Linked DNA regions of Acanthopagrus latus: region 1 is linked to region 2. Evidence: chromatin contacts called from public Hi-C data. All regions are on one chromosome and are shown on one strand. The core of a region is the stretch at or near the end of the contact, and the rest is flanking DNA. Distances in the headings are between cores, read along the strand shown. Region 1 holds the start of thbs1b (thrombospondin-1). Region 2 holds the start of katnbl1 (KATNB1-like protein 1).

Region 1 (2,700 bases), core at 66-2,565, 240 kb before region 2:
TTTACGCATTTGGGTACAATTACGCATTAGGGTTTGTTAACAAAACTCTCCTCTGACAACATTAAAAACAGAAAGCATTAATCTCGAGTGTGTGATGGCCATGCTCTCACCATGAACCTGTCCTTCACGGCTCCCTTGCCAATCCTGAGCCGCGCGCTGGCCGGCGTCTCCAGCGTCAGGATGCTCTGGATGGGCGCGTCCAGCTCGGCGGTGTTCACCTCGTCGCATCCCGCGTACAGCTGCGCCCGGTCCTCCTGCACGAACAGCGTGATATTCTTCCAGTGGCCCGTCGCCAGATCCACATCTTCGATGGAGACCACCTGCTGCTTGTTCTCGGTGGAGAAAACTATGTCCAAGGTGTTCGCCTTGCCGTTGGAGACGACCTCGAACACGGGTCCGGAGCCGTCCTGCTTCTCCACGGTCAGGAGGCTTCCCCGGGTGCGTTTGAACTGCTTGAAGTTGAGCAGGAGGAGGAATCCCCTCTCGGCGTGGATGGAATCGATCAGGTCCCTGAAGGCGCTCTCGGGGACCGGGGGGATCAGGTCCGGGTTGAGGATCTTGTATGCGGGGCTGTACGGGTCATCTCCTTTCACCAGAGTGACCCCGTGGTTCTTCCTGGGGACTTGGACGAGCTCGAACAAGTCATACACGCTGTTGTCGTCTCGACTCTCTGCGGGTGAATAACAAGAGGCAGTCAGGCTTTGTGTGGCAGCGCACTGGATGTTACATCCTCACAATAAACCATCATTTGTTTCTTATATGAAAAGAAAAAAAAAACAAAAAACAAAAAAACGTTCTGCAAGGTTGGACCAGAAAAAAACTCACCTGCGACTCTCGCACCCTCACAGGTCCAAAGCATCAATAGCAAAAATATCCCTGTCAGCTTCATGGCGAAACACCAACCTGCTGCCTGTGACACATAAGGACAAGAGAAACCATCAGTCTAACCATGTATGACACTAAAAGCTTAACAATCAGCGTGCAACAGGTTGAAAACATGAAGAAAAATATTAAGGGCTGCCGGTGCAGCTGCAGAAACAGACGCACTCCCCGGAATATCTGTCACTCACCTGCTTTGCGAGAACAGCTGATCAAAATAAAACAATAAAATCCAGCAAAAAAAATATCCAGAGACGCAGCAATAATCCTCAGGAAAGAATTAATTTAAAAATGAAAAAGTTCCAACGCGAAAAAAGACGGGAAATAACAATATATTTTAAAAAGAAATCTTGCAATGTGTTTTTCTGTCCTTGATAGGGGGAAAAAAATACAAACTTGTCCCTGCTGGTATCGGCCGCTAAAAAACTCCCTTTTAAGCCGAGGGGGGACAAAGTGCTATTTAAATAGTTTGATGCCATTCCTAAGAAGTGGCCTCGTCCAATCACGGCGAGGGGAGAAAAAGGGACGAGCTTATCCTCTTAGAGCAGGGAGAGGGGGACAGGGAGAGAGGGGGGGAGAGAGGTAGAGAGAGAGGGAGAGGGAGAGAGGGAGAGGGAGAGAGGGAGGGAGAGAGGGAGAGGGAGAGAGGGAGAGGGAGAGAGGGAGAAGTCTCCGCCGGGCTGGGACGAGGGACCAACCCCTGAGTGAGTTGCGCTCAGACTTTTAATGGACCAGTGTTTCCTCTCGCTGCGTCTCATCCATCAGCCCTCACACACACACACACACACACACACACACACACACACACACACACACACACACACACACACACACACACACACACACACACACACACACGTTTCCCATATTCCCTCCGATATTCCAGTCGTGCACACAGCCTGGGTCCCACAAAAAGTGCACCTCTGCAACTTATTTTAGGTCCAACTTTATTCTCAACACTCAAATAAACTCACATTTTTGATGCAGCTCCTTGCATATGGTGCAACTTTGTGTCTAGAATGCTCCTCGAGGAAACACAAAATCAGATATCCACATACAGTTTACAGTTGTGTTATGTATTCTTAAATATACTGCAGGACTTGTTCTTCTCCTTTTCGTTGAAACTCGTTAAATAACAGCATTTTCCTCCTATGTCTAATAGGTCTTATATCAGGTCTGAGCAGCAGTGAGTGACTGTATCATCCTCAGCTTGTTGCAGTTCCTCCACCGGCCGCTAGGAGCCGACGTGAGTTCACTGGAGAGCAGCCTGAGGCAGTGGAAGGGAAACGCTGCAGCACACCTGAGCTCACATTCAGAGTGTCCGTGTTTTTGTTGGGTTTTTTTGTGTGCAAGAATCCACTTAGTCTTTTAAAAACAGTGTGGCAGTGGCACCTTCCAGAGCAATAGCATTATTCTTGATTATGTGATGGTTGTGTCGTTGAGCAAGGCGTGTTGTTGTCTGCCACAGGAGAAGGAATAGGCAGGGGGAAGAAGAAAATTATTCATAAACAGGAACGGGGAATAGAAACATGTGGATCTGAGGAGCGCGGCACTGCAATGCACAAACATCATAAATATCCCAATTAACAAAACTCACAAATTCGGTCATACAGAGGATACAGCACATGCCTGCACAGAGACTACAGATAGAAATGAACGCACAGCTGGCTCAGGTACAGCTGTCCTTGTCGAACAAGCAAACAAGCAAACAAATGTCACATCATGCATCGGGTAGAATTACAACTTTAGCATCAGTCAAACTCACGCAGCGCAACAGCAATTCAGTCATTCAGTCACTCCCTAAGCTGTTTACACTGAATG
Region 2 (2,820 bases), core at 271-2,770:
CTTGTACAAGAACGCTCTCTAATGAACTTTGAAGTGGAATACGCAACAGATCTGTGGTTCTTTTTACATGTAAACAGATAAACTCATGTCATCCTGCATTTTTATTCTTTATGTTTTCGCTGTTTCAAGGAAAGCAAGACAGAGGTGATTAAAACATGTCGTTATCTCAGCTCAGTCTCTTCTGTAACCTGTGTTTCTGTTTTGTTTTCGTGACGGAATATTGCTCAGGGTTATGTATCCTGACCAAAGGACTGAATGATTCAATTGTGAGGCACGAAAAGAATGAACGATTTGAATGGAAAAACTTATGTCAACAGCAGAAATTCAATTTTGCGTGCATGACAATAAGCAGGTGCGGTTGCAAAGGCAGGTAACCCAAGGTCAACTTAGATCCTAATGTCATTGTAAGATTGTCATTCAAGGTTTGCAGCCCTGGCCCTTTTCCTGTTTTTTTCTTTCCTGCAGCCGCTCTTGTTCCAAAAATGTAAAATTATGCAACACTGTCTCAATGTTGATTTATTTCATTCATTTTATATGTTTCACCATCTCCAGGAGGTCATGAAGCTATTATTCACATGATGCACCTGGCTTATTCCGGAAAAGCATTCAAGGGAACGAAGGGGAATGTAGCTTCATTTCTTCATGAAATGGCCTTGAGATCTTCTACCATACATACATTTACACATTTGACTGGTTGGTTTAGGATGAGTTTAAATTTGCCAACTTTGCCTCCAAAGCCTGAAAAAACAACAACCTCAGAAAAAAAAAACACAGGATGTTCTATTCAAAGACTTTGTATGATTTTTCATTGCAGATTTACATGATATCAGTGTTGTGTATTTTAATCAATTATCTGTGTCTTATAAGTCCAAACAGGCTGGAAACAGTTGTATGCCTTACACATATGCAATATAAATATGAATTTATCCATCTCATTTAACAGGTCAAACAGATTTGATTAAGATCACAGAACTTGATATAGTTATGTCTTTTCCAAAATCAATCCCACAATCCCTACACACCGGCAGTGATATATAAAATATTTTTTACGAAATTTGAGGGACTTGTTTGAGAAAACTCTCTATCACTTTCTACTGCGACTCTATTTCAGAGGCACATTAGTCTCACAAATAGAATGATAATAGAAAATACAATTAACACATAAATTGTGTTATCAGTGGGTCGATAAGACTTTTTTTGATCAGTAGGGAAATCATGCTCAAGTTTCCAAAAGCCAGTAGTAATCTAAACAATCTGTAAAAATGTCTTCTGCTTCTTCTTTTCCCTTGTTGTCTTCCTCTTTTTCTAACTTTTCTTGTTCCTCCTCCTCTTCATCCTCTTCCTTTTCTTCTTCTACTTTTTCTTCTTCCCTCTTCTTCTTCTTCCTCTTCCTCCTTTTCTTCTTCTTCTTCTTCTTCTTCTTCTTCTTCTTCTTCTTCTTCTTCTTCTTCTTCTTCTTCTTCTTCCTCTTCCTTCCTCCTGCAGTACAGGCTACATGACACTGGGTGGCGCCATGGCACATTGGGGTTTAACTCTGCTCGTTAATGTCCAGCAGGCGTCGCTAAATCTCCAGATTTTCTTTTCCAAAATCAATCCCACAATCCCCACACACCGGCGGTGTATTCATTTGAATGGTAAAACTGTTAAACGCTACCGAACCTGGACTACAGAGGAGTTGCTGTTAAGTGTAACCAGTTTTTCTCGTTTTGGATTTACATACCTGGCGAGACTTTGTGACACCCCACAAAATGATACGGTTGGTTTTCAACTTTAATGTTTAGGTGGTGAAAGTAATCTACGAACTGTCATTTTGAAGCCATATGTTCTCTGAGTTGGGAAGGCTAGCTAGCTAGCGTTAGCTCGCTACGAGCGGCCCAGATAGTCACTTTCAGCGTCTCCGTGTATCCTTGATAGTTGAGCTGTGAGCTAGCGTCAGAGCTAACGGTAGCTCTGGCGCTAGCTTGGAACCTGTGCTAACTTTTAGCTCAGGCACGTAATGAAACGCAGCGTTGCTCTCCTCCAAACGTCTGCTGTCTTGTTTTTAAGACAGCACGCTGCCTTAACTTGTGTGTAATGTAGAGCGACATTTGTGACTTGTTGCAGCTCACCTAGCTAACGTCAGAGCTTTTGCAGCGGGGGGCCAACGCCTTTGTAACTCACACTTAACCTGTTTTGTGTTGTTTATCTCATTTGAATGCCTCGCTTTTGGTCGATTTAAGTCACAGTGCTGCAATTGTTGTGTACAGCTAGCCAACCCGTAAGTTGTTAGGCCATGAAAATTGACTGTGACGCCTGCAACTGAGCAAGATCCGTCAATAACTGTTCCACAATCGTTTGTCCAACAGTTTTCCGTGTTGTGGCAGCTGGTAAGCATGTCCGGTAACGGGAAGTCTTTAACATCAACCAGGATAAACCCAATGGCATTCTGCGATCCTGCCTGCAACTTTCTGCTGAAAAGAACATGAAGCAGGTATGGTGATATGAAAGCAAACACGACGGCTTATTGTGTAAACAGTGGTCCACTTGTCTGTTATAGCCTGGTGACTGTGAAGTACAGTTCAGTGGTATTGTAGTTGTAGTGGCCTCATCCCTTATCCTTTTGTTTTAGGTGGATATTAGAAATAAGGAAGAATTAGATAAAGAAAGGTGAGTCTCTTATCCACACCTGTGGGATTCATCTTGTTATGATCACTCACTCATCATCGGTGTCCCACAGATCATCCCACTCAGTCACTGGAGCATTGTGGCACCTTTCCATAAGCATTATCACCATCTCTGTGGCTTATTTGAATAGTTTTCCAAATAAAGACGGCTTCGCAT

What was found. A called contact is a pair of places that touch in the nucleus more often than the background predicts.
Region 1: a Hi-C map of muscle shows a contact between it and region 2, with 3 times the contacts expected there. The contact joins the promoter of thbs1b here to the promoter of katnbl1 in region 2. A contact is called at or near these places in 3 of 4 Hi-C or Micro-C datasets (liver and muscle).

The regions. Positions count from the first base shown.
Region 1 is chr22:10,452,620-10,455,319 of fAcaLat1.1, reverse strand. thbs1b (thrombospondin-1) reads right to left here and starts at 1,315. Exons shown (of 23, transcript XM_037087156.1): 1 at 1,071-1,315; 2 at 826-910; 3 at 111-670. The coding sequence starts at 889.
Region 2 is chr22:10,213,817-10,216,636 of fAcaLat1.1, reverse strand. katnbl1 (KATNB1-like protein 1) reads left to right here and starts at 1,520. Exons shown (of 10, transcript XM_037087495.1): 1 at 1,520-1,756; 2 at 2,346-2,470; 3 at 2,609-2,646. The coding sequence starts at 2,462.